Regions from separate parts of the Mus musculus genome. Here region 2 is linked to region 1. Evidence: chromatin contacts called from public HiChIP or PLAC-seq data. All regions are on one chromosome and are shown on one strand. Each heading gives the region's core, a stretch centred on a gene start, on an enhancer-like site or on the middle of the called end of the contact. The rest is flanking DNA. Distances are from core to core; before and after follow the strand shown.

Evidence for each region. HiChIP or PLAC-seq counts read pairs in DNA pulled down with a chosen protein or histone mark.
Region 2: an H3K4me3 HiChIP or PLAC-seq map of craniofacial prominence shows a contact between it and region 1, with 6 times the contacts expected there. The contact joins the enhancer-like site here to the promoter of Bnc1 in region 1. A contact is called at or near these places in 12 of 39 promoter capture datasets (the C10 cell line, the HPC-7 cell line, cranial neural crest and 6 more), 7 of 484 Hi-C or Micro-C datasets (embryonic fibroblasts, embryonic stem cells, morula and 1 more), 5 of 115 datasets of contacts at active chromatin or transcription factors (cardiomyocytes, craniofacial prominence, embryonic stem cells and 2 more) and 2 of 9 other capture datasets (macrophages and pancreatic islet).

Annotation. Positions count from the first base shown.
Region 1 is chr7:81,988,676-81,995,587 of GRCm38.p6, forward strand. It overlaps Bnc1 (basonuclin 1), which reads right to left and starts at 3,624. Exons shown (of 5, transcript NM_007562.2): 1 at 3,520-3,624. The coding sequence starts at 3,615.
Region 2 is chr7:82,105,758-82,112,669 of GRCm38.p6, forward strand. No RefSeq gene overlaps it. Among named protein-coding and RNA genes, the nearest start is that of Gm32850, 11 kb to the right of the region's middle. Within about 2 kb of position 4,049, at least 41 of the 459 cell types and tissues checked have an H3K27ac peak or open chromatin away from gene starts, as enhancers often do. A contact at or near this core is called in craniofacial prominence, morula and second pharyngeal arch cranial neural crest, where this site is marked.

The DNA of each region.
Region 1 (6,912 bases), core at 2,374-4,873:
TGCCATTCCACCCCCACCTTAAGACCCAGCATAGTGCATCCTGAAATGTTACAGTTGGGAGGTAAGAAAGCTTGAATGTCATAATAATTCCAGAAACAGGTGGAAGGCTACGGAGGGACAATGCCGTCTCTAGAAGCTGGGAAAGAGCAGAAAACCGTTTCCCACATTCCAGTACATGAAATGCTCACACAATCCGCAGGAAGGGACAGCCGCATCAATATAATGAATGGGAAGAACAGTTAAAAGTGTAAATTAGAGTTCCCCTAAGGTAAGCATTCTGCTCTACACAGGTCTGCTCCAGCCCAGCTTTTACATCTTATTTTCCCAACCTCTCCCTTCCTTTACATTAGTGGAGAGAAATGGGGATCGCCTCTAAGCTAGAGCCCTTTTACAATTGGTTAGGTTGATTTATAATAAACGGCCCGTGTGTGGACAGGAACCGAGAGAGCTTTTTTTCCAAGTAACTATGTATGGCTGAGGAGGCCCCAAACTGGACTCTGGAGAAACAGGGCTGCTTTGTGTTTGGACTCAGCTTCCTTGGCTAAAAGAGGCATACGGGTGGATATAGAGAGCGGGAGTGCCACACTGCAATCTTGGAAACTCCAGAAGGAGGGAGAAAAGACTTCAAAGGATGATGAGATAAGAAAGAAGGGTTTCTGCTAGAAACCAACTAACAAGGGAGGAGGGTCCCAGCACTTCCTGACGCTGCTTCTGTGCCACCCCCAGTTATCTTGAACATCCCACAAAAAAGTCACCAACAGTAGACAAGCAGTCATGATCTTTACTGACATACAATAAGGGAAAGGACAAAAAGAGCCTATGACTTCCTAAACCTTGATCTTAGCAAAGCCAGAGCCACGTCAGATCATCAGATTGGAGAACCTGGGGGAATGGCATTTCTAGTTTCTTTCTAACCAGACTGTGTCTGACAAAAGTAACTACCTCACTCTAAGTGACATCTGTAGAGGAGAAAATCCACCCTGGGGTGAAGCACACTCCTCCTGCAAGTAATTTACCTTGCAAGCCTTCAGGGCAACTCCTCTTAATGGCCACCGTCAAAATAACTTCCAAAGCCATATACAGAAGCTCAAAGACATTTCTGGCCCCTTGGTACTGCAGTTTCATTTTACTAACAAAGTTTTAAAACGTTCCCTCACATTTCTTGGCATCCCGAAGTGACAAGTGTGTGCTTAAGAGACAATTATTTGTTGTGTGAGGAAAACTAGATGGCTTTTTCTCACCACAGGGCAGGGTCACTTTTCCAAGCTGATGATCTGAGGTATAAAATATGAGTATGGGCCTGGGATACAGGTCTAACTTCTTCTAGGGGAAAGGTCATAAAAACCAAATCATCCTCTGTATAAACCATATATTTCTAAGGCAATGGATTTATGTGAGCTAAGATTTCTTATGTGAATTCCAACCCAGGTGCACAGATCACTGGATCACTGGTGTGTGTGTGTGTGTGTGTATCCTAGGAAATATTCATGGGCAGGTTATTCAAACTAGTAACCATTTTCTCTGTGACAGACAGAGCTCCAGGGAATCCTTACCAGTCTGCATGGGTGGACATGAGAGTACAAATTAAGTTATGCAGCTGTCTGAACACAATCTGAGTTCTCAAACTCTGAGGAGCTCACACCTTAAAAGAGTCCATCAAAGTGTCTGAGGATTCAGCTACAACAGAACACAGTCAACACCTGAGTGGAGACAGTTACAGTTTCTGTAAAACTGAAGTTTGTGAACTTGCAACAATAAATAAGATAATGAGTCATATTTTTTAACTATCTGAAAGTATGCTAAAAAGAACAGTTATTAAAATTCTCCAGAGAAAGAAGGGCAGCTGTCTGTATCTATTTTAAAAGAAAAATAAAATACAGCACAAATTGTAACACTTGAAGTAATGTGCAAAATTACACTTTGATGCATACAATTTTAAGAAAGGTATAATAATATGCATCAACAAATTTGGGGAGGGGCGAATGAGAAAGTTACATGTTTCACTACTTAACAAAAGTTTTAACGCACAAACATCAATTTGTAAACTAAACCTCTGTTAAATTCGAAAAGATCCCATGAAATCTAACAGCACAGTGAAGACAACGAGCAAGTAAAAACAGACTGCCAAAAAAGATTTGCCAAAATGCTGTTTTTCAGTTCACCTATACTGTCACACCAAAATCTTGTTGCTTTAATAAGAAAAATTTACTTCTTATTGTTGATATATCTGTTCTGTGTTTCCATGCAGTAACAGGTTCTCTCTCTCTCTCTCTCTCTCTCTCTCTCTCTCTCTCTCTCTCTCTCTCTCTCTCTCTCTCTCTCTCTCACACACACACTCTGACAGGGATTCCCAGGACACCAGTGGGGCCTCTTTCAAGCCCCTTAAGTGTTAACAGCAGAGGCCTGGCTGTGACCAGGCGTCTGGCCCGATTTAAATGCCCTCATCTTCAGAGGTCTGCGGTGAGCCTAGCCATAAAACTAGGGGACATTACCGAACCCCAGAGTGTCTGATCTTCCCCCCCCCCCCCGCACTGCATACAACTTCACTCATACAATTAAGGCTGCTAGTTGGCATTCCATTTAACTGTCAAACTCAGGCTGGTGGCAGCCCCACAGCCACAAAGAGATGCCTTAAACGAGAAGAACATGTTTCTACACCGCATTTGAGAAAGTTTGGCTCCGAGCTATGTACTGATTGATATCAGATCTCTCTCACTTGCCTCTCCAATCTTGTCACATCTGGCTGACAAATCCCCAGGAGTTTATCCGAAGTCGTGAGGCCAGTAGGGTTAAGGGGCTCCCCTGGGGAAGCAGCGCCCGTGGACAGCGGACACCCGAAGCGGATGCTGGGGTACGCCCGGCTGGAACCCCGCTGCGGGGTGGACAGTCACTGGGCCACTAAGCACCTCACCTCTGCATTGCCAGGATCCCTTCCTGTCACTCTCAGGTAAACCATCTCCAAAGAGACTGGACCTTGGCCCTCTGGCTTCCCCATCAGCATCCGGATGCGCTCCTCCAAGTCCCTGAGCGACCGGAGGGCACGAACACCCCTCACTGTCCCACGCTCGACAAGCCAGGCGGAACGCCGGCAAACCAACGCACTCCTTCAGCGCGGTTCAACTGCGAGCATCCGTCCTCTTCAGACACGTCTAACTAAGCTGACGGTTTGCGGCGCTTTTGGTCTTTTGTCTCTTCCCTTTTAAAAAAGCAAGGATTTGTCCCTCAGGGGACCGGCGCCCCCTCCACGCCCCTCGGGCGTCTCCGCGACTCTCCTCCCGGGATGACCGAAGGTCACGGCTTGAAATACCAGACAGATGGACGTCCCTGCGCCAACAGCGGTTGGACAGGGGCTCTGGGGTGTAAGAGAAACGGGGCGCCGCTCACGGGTCACCTCGCTGCGACCGGGCACAGGCTGCGAGGAACTGCAGTTCGGCCTCCCGGGACGCACACACGGCGCCGACGACGAGCAGGTGGCCCTCGTAGGGCGGCCCCGCGCCCGTCGCCCGCGCGACCGCTTACCTCAGCCATCCTGCAGCCGCTGCGGAGCCGGCCTTCCCGGCGCGCGTCCCCTGCCCGGGCCGCTCCGCGTCCGCCCCGGCTCGGCGACCGCCGCATCCACGCTCTGGCCGTCTGGGCCACCCCCGCCCCCCCTGCGCAGGAGAAGTGGGCGGCTCCCCGCGGCGCCGGGTGACCGCGCCGGCCCTTGCGCCCCTCGTGCACCCTCGCGTCCGCCCCGCGCCCCGGGGTCCGCCCCTCCGCTCGCCCCGCCCCGCGCCCCTACTCCGGCCGCCGGGGGCTGCGGGCGACGCTCGAGGGGGTGTGGGGAGGCCACGCAGAGTCGCCTCGGTTGAGGCCAGGCCGCGGCCCCCCGCGCACAGCGGAGACCTCGGCGGCCGCGGGCGCGGAGGTGTCTGCCCCCGGCGGGCTTGAAGGCACTTGTTGAGAAGGAGACAGACGTGTCGGTGTTTGCCTCTCCCCGGCGAGGGCGAAACGCTCTCTGAAGTTCCCTGGCTCTGCTCTCTCGGGCTGATGCAGCCTCCCTCGCCTCCCCCGGAGGCGCCTCGGGTCCCGGTGTGGACCAGGCAGAAGGCTGCACTGCCCCCGCCCCCACCGGGAACTTTTTATTTCCACAGATGTGGGGACTTGGGTCGGGTCGTGGAGGCTTGATTGGGAACTCAAACACCCCGGTCTCTTGTGTGCTCTGTGTTAAAGTCCCGGTGTTACCGCTTGCCTGGGACAGGTGACTTCGCTCTCAGAGTTGGAAAGCGGGATTAGACTTAACTAGGTTCTAAGGAGACACGGAGATGAAGTGATAAATCAAACAAGAGTTTCGTCCCCTGGGAGCCGATGGGGAGGGGCTCGCCAGGAGAACCTGCTTTCCGGGGCCTGAGGACAAAGAAAAAGAATCCTTCGGCCCTAAGAACAGGGGAAGATTGTCCACAGCTGGTGTGAAACAGAACCAGGTTTTACTATATAGCTCTTGGGCAGGGCGGGACCTGAGACCTGAAGAGAGGCCAAAGTGTTTGGCTTTTTGGGTCTGTCCTTTTTAGAAGTAAGAGAGCCTAGACTTGGAGTGGCAGGTCCTGTTTCTTTTTTTTTTTTTTTTTTTTCTTTTTTTTTCCCCCAATTTGTTGCACCTGCTTCGCTGCTGGTGGGCGTCCTTGAAAAGGGAACACAGTCCTGCACAAATCAGAGATGCCGGGACAAAGAAAGAGTTGCAAACAGAAGACAGGATGCCAGTTACCCCACGTGCTGACAACAGGCTTCAGAGGGGGGAAAGGTGAGAACAGGACACATGACAGAAAAAAAAGTGTGGGCATCTGTGCTGCACGGGGTCCGGAAACTGGACACCTGGATTTCCCCCAGGTGCCTGTTCTGGGTCTACCTGGTGGTACTTTTCCTTGCAGGCATGAAGTTGCCTAGCCATTGCGATAACATTGACCTGGAGATGCGCATTAATATTGCCACATGGCAAACTTCATTATGAAGCCTTGTTTTATTAATGACCAAGCTAAACTGGTTGGTTACCTTCTGTTTGCTCTTTCCCAAACAGCTACAGTCCACCACACCACCCAACGTTTTAGGCCTTTCTTCTGGTCCTTTCTTTTGTGGCTATTGTTTCAAGGTGTTCTCTTCAGAGAGGATTGTGTCCCTGGCTCAGAAGCCTTCCCTGACCCACCAGGCCTCCACTCCACATATTTCTGCACCCTTCACTTGTTTCTGCCTCCCTCCATGCTTACTGCATTTTGAAGCCTAGAGGTGTTTCCTTGTCCTAATTTCTTGGCCATTGCACATCTTAGTGGATTCTGTGCAATGAGTTGCTGTAGCTGACAGGACACTTGCTTAGGAGTTAGAGTGACCTGGGCTTGTTCTCAACAAGTGGAAACTGCTGGAGGAAGCTAGCCAATTCGGTCTCCCTTTTCTGATCTGTAAAAGTGGACCTGAAACCACCTCTAAATTCAGGCTGGCAAGCTAAATAAAATAATCTCTCTTACTACATGTAGAGCTTATTTTTATTAACTAAATTAATTAACTAACTCTTGTAGAAGTTTAGAACATTTATATTTCCTTGTTATACATGCACCAAAATGTCTAAATCCCAGTAAATGGTCCATTTAAATATTCTAAATGTTTTTCAAAGTTTGTGTTCATTGCAAATGATTTAGTAAAGCCTTCCACCAGTGACAGATACTGGAGTCAACGTGTTAACTTTATTCCTGCTTACAAACACAGGGACGATTTGGGATGGGTTTGAACACATGAAAACAGGCTGCCTCTCTCAAAATGTATTACATTTTACCTACAGGGAATGAATAGGTCTAGATGAAAATTACTAATCAATCTCCCGAAGGTTCTTTTAGAATAACATATCTTACAATACAACGTGGCTTCTGAAATCGCTCTTAGCACACTCTACTGAGCTAATGGGCTGGCTTCTCTCTACCACCTCTTGGAAACAGATACTCAGAAACAGGGAGAAAGAAGCCACTTGTGGCTAGAGGAAGGCATGTGGTGCAGGCTGGGTGAAGATGGCACAGACCATGCTTCCCTTTTCATTTTCTCATCAGCAGAGGGATCTGGCACAGCTCGCCCCCTCTCTCGACCTCAGCCATCCTCATCTGGCAAATGAGTGTGTCTATCCCTGGCCCTTCACATTGCTCTCTCAAACCTAAACCTCAGCATTTCCTTTTGAAATCCAGCCTTGCTCTTTTCCCTTTGTGTCTAGTTTCTTCTCTTAGCAAGGAGTAAAACAATGCATCCCCAACCCTGCCAGGAATTTTTAAAACCCAATCTATTAAAAAGAGCAAAAATTAAGAAGACACAAAACAAATCTTTGTGATCTTAAGGAAACAAGAGTCGGCTCTTGAAGGACAAGGGACCAGATTGGGTCCCTCTTGTCTCTGAGTCCTTTCTCAGAGTAGATGTGCTATGATCCCCAATTCTAAGGGGGACTGGCTGTTTGGGTCTTGGGTCAGGGGCAGCAGGGAAGGTATGGGCTGTAGGGACAGAGGGCCAATGCTGTCTGAAGTGGGCACTTGTTGCTCTACTCGTCATCAGCTGGGAATGTGGGCTCAGTTTTGCCAGATTTTCTGAGTTTTCAAGAAAGGCTGGAAACATTCTGATATTTAAAAGTTGCCAACGAATTCAAGTTTTTGATAAATATAGTATGAGTCAAACAGCATGTTTGCAAGCTGAATCTGGCCAGTGTAGCCGTCATTCGTATCCTCTGGCGAGTAGTGATGTCTTCCTGAGGTCCAGCCTTGTAGCACACAACAGGTTGGCAGGGAGTTCTTTGCTGAGCAGGTAAGATTCCTGCTCCAGAACAGCTCCTCGCCACTTGGGTCTTAAACATGTCTTGAAAAACCATGCTGAGTTTAGATTCAACCTTGTGTTGGACTCAGTTTACAAACG
Region 2 (6,912 bases), core at 2,799-5,298, 120 kb after region 1:
CGGGTGACATTAGGTTACATTAGTATAATGGACAGAGGACTGGTCATGCTGAGGGACTGCAGTCCCCTCAGCCCGAGCCTGCTCTTCAGCTTTCTCATTCTCCAAACTGTCTCCTGGCCATGTCTTTGCCACTTTCTCATGCCACACCTGCCACTTGAAGACTCTCTCTCATTCTACCTACCTGTATGAAAAGTCAACTATTCTTCATATCCATTGGGACATGTATAGACGCCTGTGTTCTGTCAAGATGAAGAGCGTATTTCTGGCTTGAGTGACATTAAACACAGTCAAGGTTTGGAGAGAAGGTAACGCTGTAGTTAGCAGAGAGTGTTATGTGCCACTCTTTATGTAAGGTTAGTCTGGAACTCATTTAGGGCACTGGCATTATTATGCAGGACTTACTAAAAGTAAATAGGAGATTTTCATAATATTTTAAACTTTTAAATCCTAAGTAACATTTTACAAATTCTCTTAATCCTTACAATGTCTCTGTGAGATAGTATCCCCAGTTTCTAGTTGAAGAACAAGATTAAGAAATGTTAAGTGGTGACTGGAGCAATGGCTCAGTGGTTAAGAACACTTCAGTTCTTCCAGAGGACCCAGGTTCGATTCCTATCACCCACATGGTGGCTCACAACCACCCATAATGCCAGTTCCAGGGCATATGATTCCCTCCTCTGGCCTCTGAGGGCACCAAACACACACACACACAATGCATAGACATGCATGTAGGCAAAACATTCATATCCATAAATACAACTAAAAAGAGAGAAGATGTTAAGTAAAATGCATATGGTCATGAGTGAACAGATAGCTTTGACAGCAGTGCACAGTTAATACAGAATAATTAGAACCCAGGGAATAGATGGGATGGTCCCAAGGAATGAAAGCAAAGAGGAAGCCCTGAAAAGTCTTGGCTTATCATTGGAGGAGTGGCTGGAGCAAGAGGAGCCTGCACAGGAAAATCAGAGAAAAAGAAGGAAAAAGTGGAAGCAGGGAAAGTGACATTTCAACAAACAACGAGGAAGCTCAGTTGCCAGAAGCCAACCGAGTAGCTCAGCTGTGATGTGTGTGAGTCAGACGAAATGCTGAACCCTTTGTTAAAGTGTTCTCTCAATACATAAAATACAGTTTTGGTGCTATTGACAGGAGTCAACTTAGGGATGATGTAATATTAAAATATTAATGAAATAATGGGGAAATTATATCAAATAGCTTAGAAGGCTCTAGAATGCCAACAGTAAAGTGGAACTAAACTAAAACAAACATTATTAATGGGACAATAAAGAGATAATCGAGAATGTCTACACATTAGAAAATAGTTGAATAGAATGCACTCTTTTTTTAAGGGCAGAAGTGGAAATTTCTAATTTTTAAAAATTATCTGTGTGGCCATTCCCAATGCCATTTCTCTTGTCTTCTCATTGAAAAACCTTGAAAGACAAATAAAAATAGAGAAAAAACCTCACAACGATATTTCGAGAAAAAAAAAGTGCAGAAAATTCATTAACTGTGCCAACAAAAAAGATCACACTTATGAGAAGGAAGAAAGGACTGGATTGGGAGGCAGCCTGTAAATACTTGGAGTACTTGGAGTTCCAGAAAGGTGCAGGGGTCTATGTTCTGCTGATTCGATAGAATGGTTGAGACCAGTCAATTTAAAAGACAGGGAATTTATTTATTTCACAGTCTGGAGGCTCAAGATCACAACTGTGCTGATGATTATGGTGAGAACCTCATGTTGTAGCGTCTCACCTGTGTTCTAATCTCTAGCGATGTGTATGGCTGTGCATGCCTGTAACTCCAGCACTGCATGGAGATAGGCAGGTCTCAGGATAAGCAGCTTAGTCAAAGGGGCAAGCTTCCAGGGCGGCGAGAGGCTGTATCAGGGCAATAAATGGATAATTGTGATGTTGACACTTGATGTTCAGCTCTGGTCAGTGCACATGGGAGCAGTGACAGGTGCAAGTACACACTTAGGTACACACCACACATTCTCACACACATATGCACATACTTACAAATACACATATACATACATATACACACATACATACACTCACATGCAGATGTACACATGAAGATATATGCTCACATATTCACACATATACACATATACACACTCACACATATACACTCATACATACTCATACACAAATACATACACACACACACAGACACACATATATATATACACACATATATACTACTCATACATATTCATACACACACACACATAAACACTCATGTACACACATACATATCACAGATATACTTTTATATACACACACACATACACATACATACACACTCACACACAGATACACAGGGTTAGGAACTATAAATGTTGGGTGAATATAAAATATATCTTTTTATTCAAGTTATATTTTTAAGTACAATTAAGGGAAATGTAATAAAGATGTATTGTGGGGTTTATAACATACATATAAAACCTGTGAGTTGGGCATGCTGGTACACATCTGTGCTTTCAGTGTTGGAGACTGAGCAAGAAAATTACTGTGAGTTTGAGACCAGCCTGGGCTATAGAGCAAGACCTTGTCTCAAAAGAAGAAAGGGACCAATCGTAAAGTACTATGACAATAACACAAAGCAGAGCCATGGGAAATAGGAGTGTACTGTAAGCTTCCTCTAAAGAGACTAAGTTACACAAAAGGATATAGGAAATGAAGAGAAAGAGAACAAAGAGTAGACAGGAGAGACAGAAAACAAGTAGCAAGCAGTAAATGCTGTAAGAAATTCAATTTCCAAGATATCAAAGACTCTGGCTGAAGAGAGGGCCCAGAGATTAAGAGCGTGTGTGCTCACCCACGGGGAGTGGACTTCAGATCCTGACACCTACACTGAACACCCCACAAATACCTGTATTCCAGTTCCAAAGGCACTGACATTCTCTTCTGACCAGGAGCACGCACAAAGCACGCATGCATGTGCATAAATAACAGAAACACTTTTTTAAAAGTTAGAGAGTTAAGTTCAGTAGAAGGAAGACTCAACTATGTTATCTATAAGGAAACTACACTTATTTGTCTTGGTGTTTTACTCTAATACAAGGTTTCATATAGCCCAGGCTGGCCTAGAACTTACAAGGTAGCCGAGGATCACTTTGAACTTCCGGTCCTCCAGCTGCAGCCTCCATATCCCACGTGTTAGTTCAGATTGGCATTCGACGCTCTATCCTACTGACTCTGCCTCCTGAGTGTGGGAACACAGGTACCATCACGCTTTGAAAAAAACTACTTTACCATAAACATCTATGGGTTAAAACTAAACGGTGAGAAAAAGCAGAGAGCAGAGACTAATTGATACACCCCCCAGGAACTTGTCTAGTCTCCACACCAGCAAATGTGGGGCAACTCTGTTCTGTGCATGAATTTGTGACTCTTCTAGAAGTGATGTAACCTTAAATAAAAGTTCTGTCACACAGTTGTATCCACTAGTTTCATGGTTTCTTCTGCAGTCTCCCCAGAGAAGCTCATGTAGGAAGTCAAAGTCCTCTGCATGACAGAACAAGGAGTTAGCCCTACCCTCAGGGGACAGCCCTACCCTCAGGGGACACCCTACCCTCAGGGGACAGCCCTACCCTCAGGGGACACCCTACCCTCAGGGGACAGCCCTACCCTCAGGGGACAGCCCTACCCTCAGGGGACAGTCCTACCCTCAGGGGACAGCCCTATCCTCAGGGGACAGCCCTATCCTCAGGGGACAGCCCTATCCCAGTGCAGGTTGGCTCCCAGAGGCTCCAGTCCAGGTAACACTGCTTTCTCTGTATAATAGACTTCCCTTCCAGCTGCCGCCAGCCCATGTGGTGGGCTTTTCTACCCTTGAAGATCACAGCATTTAGCTGCCAAGGCAGGTGCCTCTTGGCTCAGGGATATGAGATTCAAACCAGCATAGCAAACTCCTGCATCTCGGCTCCATGGTCCCTGCCAGCTGTGCCCTTTTAACTTGGAAGGTAGGACGGGGCCACTTCCAGCCAGTTACATGCTGTGGTTTCTGCCATCCTTTCCTTTCACCCTGAAGACATTTACACATCTGCAGGCAATTAGCAGGAGCAAAGCCGTGGTCTAGTCCCTCTCTGTCTAGAGCATGCACACACACATGCATGAAACACTTAATTCTTAGGAATGTCGTACAAATTCCTTTCCAAAATGTAATTTATTCTTACTGAAGCATTCTATGTATATAATTTTCAAAGTCAAATGACTCTCTGTGGCTTACGGGGAAATAAGTAGTCCCTTAACCTGACTTTCCTGAGCCAGTTCCTGCTCTCCATCTCCGCTGAGCAGGAGACAGGCTGCCTAAATGCTTATGATTCTTAACACTTCTAAACAGCCTGTTCGTACTACTGTCGTAGTTTGAATGTAGAAGGTTCTCTGCTGGCTCATGTGACTGAGGCACTTGGTCCGTAGCTGGTGGCTCTTCTTTGGCAGGATGTGGAACATTTAAGAGTAGGAGTTACACTGGAGGAAACAGGTACGGAAGGCAGGGCTTGTGGTTTTAGAGTTGTATTTTGTTACTTAAAAAAAAATTAATCATTTTATTCGTTTACACTTCAAGTGATATCCTGCTTCCCGGGTTACCCCTCCACAAATCCCCCATCTTGCCTCCCCTCTCTCCCCTCCCCTCTGCCTCTGTGAGGGTGCTCCTCCACCCACTCACCCACTCCTGCCTCACTGATCTAACATTCCCCTACCCTGGGGCATCAAGCCTCTACAGGACTAAGAGCCTCCCCTCCCATTGATGTCAGATAAGGCCATCCTCTGTTACATATGTATCTGGAGCCATGGCTCCCTCCATGTGTACTCTTTGGTTGGTGGTTTAGTCTCTGACAGCTCTGGGTGGTCAGGTTAGTTGATATTGTTCTTCCTATGGGGTTGCAATCCTCTTCAGCTCCTTCATTCAGTTCTTCCCCTAGCTCTTCCACTGGGGTCCCAGGCTCAGTTCAATGGTTGGCTGTGAGTATCTGTATTGGTCAGGTGCTGGCAGAGCCTCTCATGGAACAACCATATCAGGCTCCTGTCAGCAAGCACTTCTTGGCATCAGCAATAGTGTCTGGGTTTGGTGTCTGCAGATGGGATGGATGCCTAGGTGGGACAGTCTCTGGTTGGCTTTTCTTTCCTTCATTCTTTCTCTTCCTTCCTTCCTTCCTTCCTTCCTTCCTTCCTTCCTTCCTTCCTTCCTTCCTTTCTTTCTTTCATTTTTTTTGTCCCTGTCTTTCCTTTAGACAGTAATATTTCTGAGTTAAAACTTTTGAGATGGGTGGGTGGTCCCTTTCCTCAACTGGGGGCTGTGCCTATCTACTGGAGGTGGTCTCTGCAGGTTGTATCTCTCCTTAGTTGCATATTTCCGCTAAAGACATCCCTGATGGGTCCTGGGAACCTTTTGCTTCCCTACCATGTTACTTTTTGTTGTTGTTGTTGCTGCTGTAATAAACACGGTGACCAAAAATGATTTGTGGAGAAAGAGTCTATTTTGGCTTATGGTTTCAGAAAGACAGACAGACCATAAAGGTAGGGAGACACAGAAATGCATGACCAGAGCTGGGAGCTGAGAGACAGTGTTTTTCAGGGTTTGCAGAGAGTGAATCAGAAGTAGGCCAGGGATATAAACTTTCAAAGTCTGCCCCAGTGACACACTTCCTCCAGCAAGGATATACCTCCTAAAGGTTCTATAACCTCCCCAAGCAGCACCGGGAACTGGGGGACACGTGTTCAAATACTCAAGCCCGTGGGAGACACTTCTCATTCAAATTGCTGCAACACCCCCACCCCACCATGCTTCCTGACTTGGTAAGCACTGGGAAGCTGCCTTGGCTCGTTCCTCCAGGCAGGAGCTCCTTCCACATCCTGCTGGACCCTTCTTATACTGTGGGCCAAAGCAGGCCCTTCCTGCCTTCTGTCTGGCATTATGTCACAGCAATGAGAAAAGTGACCAGTGCTATTACTATTTTTGACTTTAAAATTAAAATTAAAAATTAAAAATTAAATTAAATTAAATTAAAATTAAAAATTAAAAAGGTAAAAGTTAGAAACCACCACGAACTTTCTGTTGCATATTATAAACTACCATACACTACTCTCTATGTTCTCCACTGAGTTATAGCCCAGAGTTTGTTTGTTCATTATTATTTAGATTGTCATTATGATTAATGCAGATACTGTTTGCCGCTAAAACATGTATTATGATTTTATTTCTATTACACCATTTAAATGATTGCCTAATTCTTATTTATTTAGTTTTATAGAAACTGTAACGCATTTAGTCCCGAGTATTCTGAAAAAAAAAATTCTCTCATCTCTCTTTTGAAGTCATCACACATCAAGTCACCTGGAACCAAGAATTTGGTGGTTTTGCTTGGGTACCGCTATTCAGTCTCCGACTGGAATGTGAAGAGTGAAGAGGGCTGTCTTCCGAGCATCATCTGGCTTTCACCATCCCACTCCCAGCCAGGATTCCTCCTGCCTTCTGCAGAGGTAACAGAAGGCCAGTCCCCTGGCTGTGTGGGCTAACGGGGGAACCTGGAGCACATTTATGTCATGTGTTAACCCCGTCCTTGCTCACATTCCTGCACGGTGTAATCTGTCCTTTTCTCTTCCCAAAGGTGCCTGTACACCAAATACAGAAATTCCCCAGGCTCAGGACAAGCACTCAGCTCCCTTTGTGCAGTTTCTTGTAGTCAGGTTACTGCTTTCTCAGCTCAGCTGTGTTGGCAGCAAGCGGTCAGCTCTACACATTCAACTCCACACAGCCAGCTCCATGCATTCAATGGCTTTTCATTTTCCTATACTTTTGGACAAGTTTAGTTTCTCTGTTTGCTTGGTTTCATCTTATTCTTTAGCAGCCCTTATTGTGGTTGCCGTATAAGTGAGTCTATCTCGTTTTCTTGTTTAA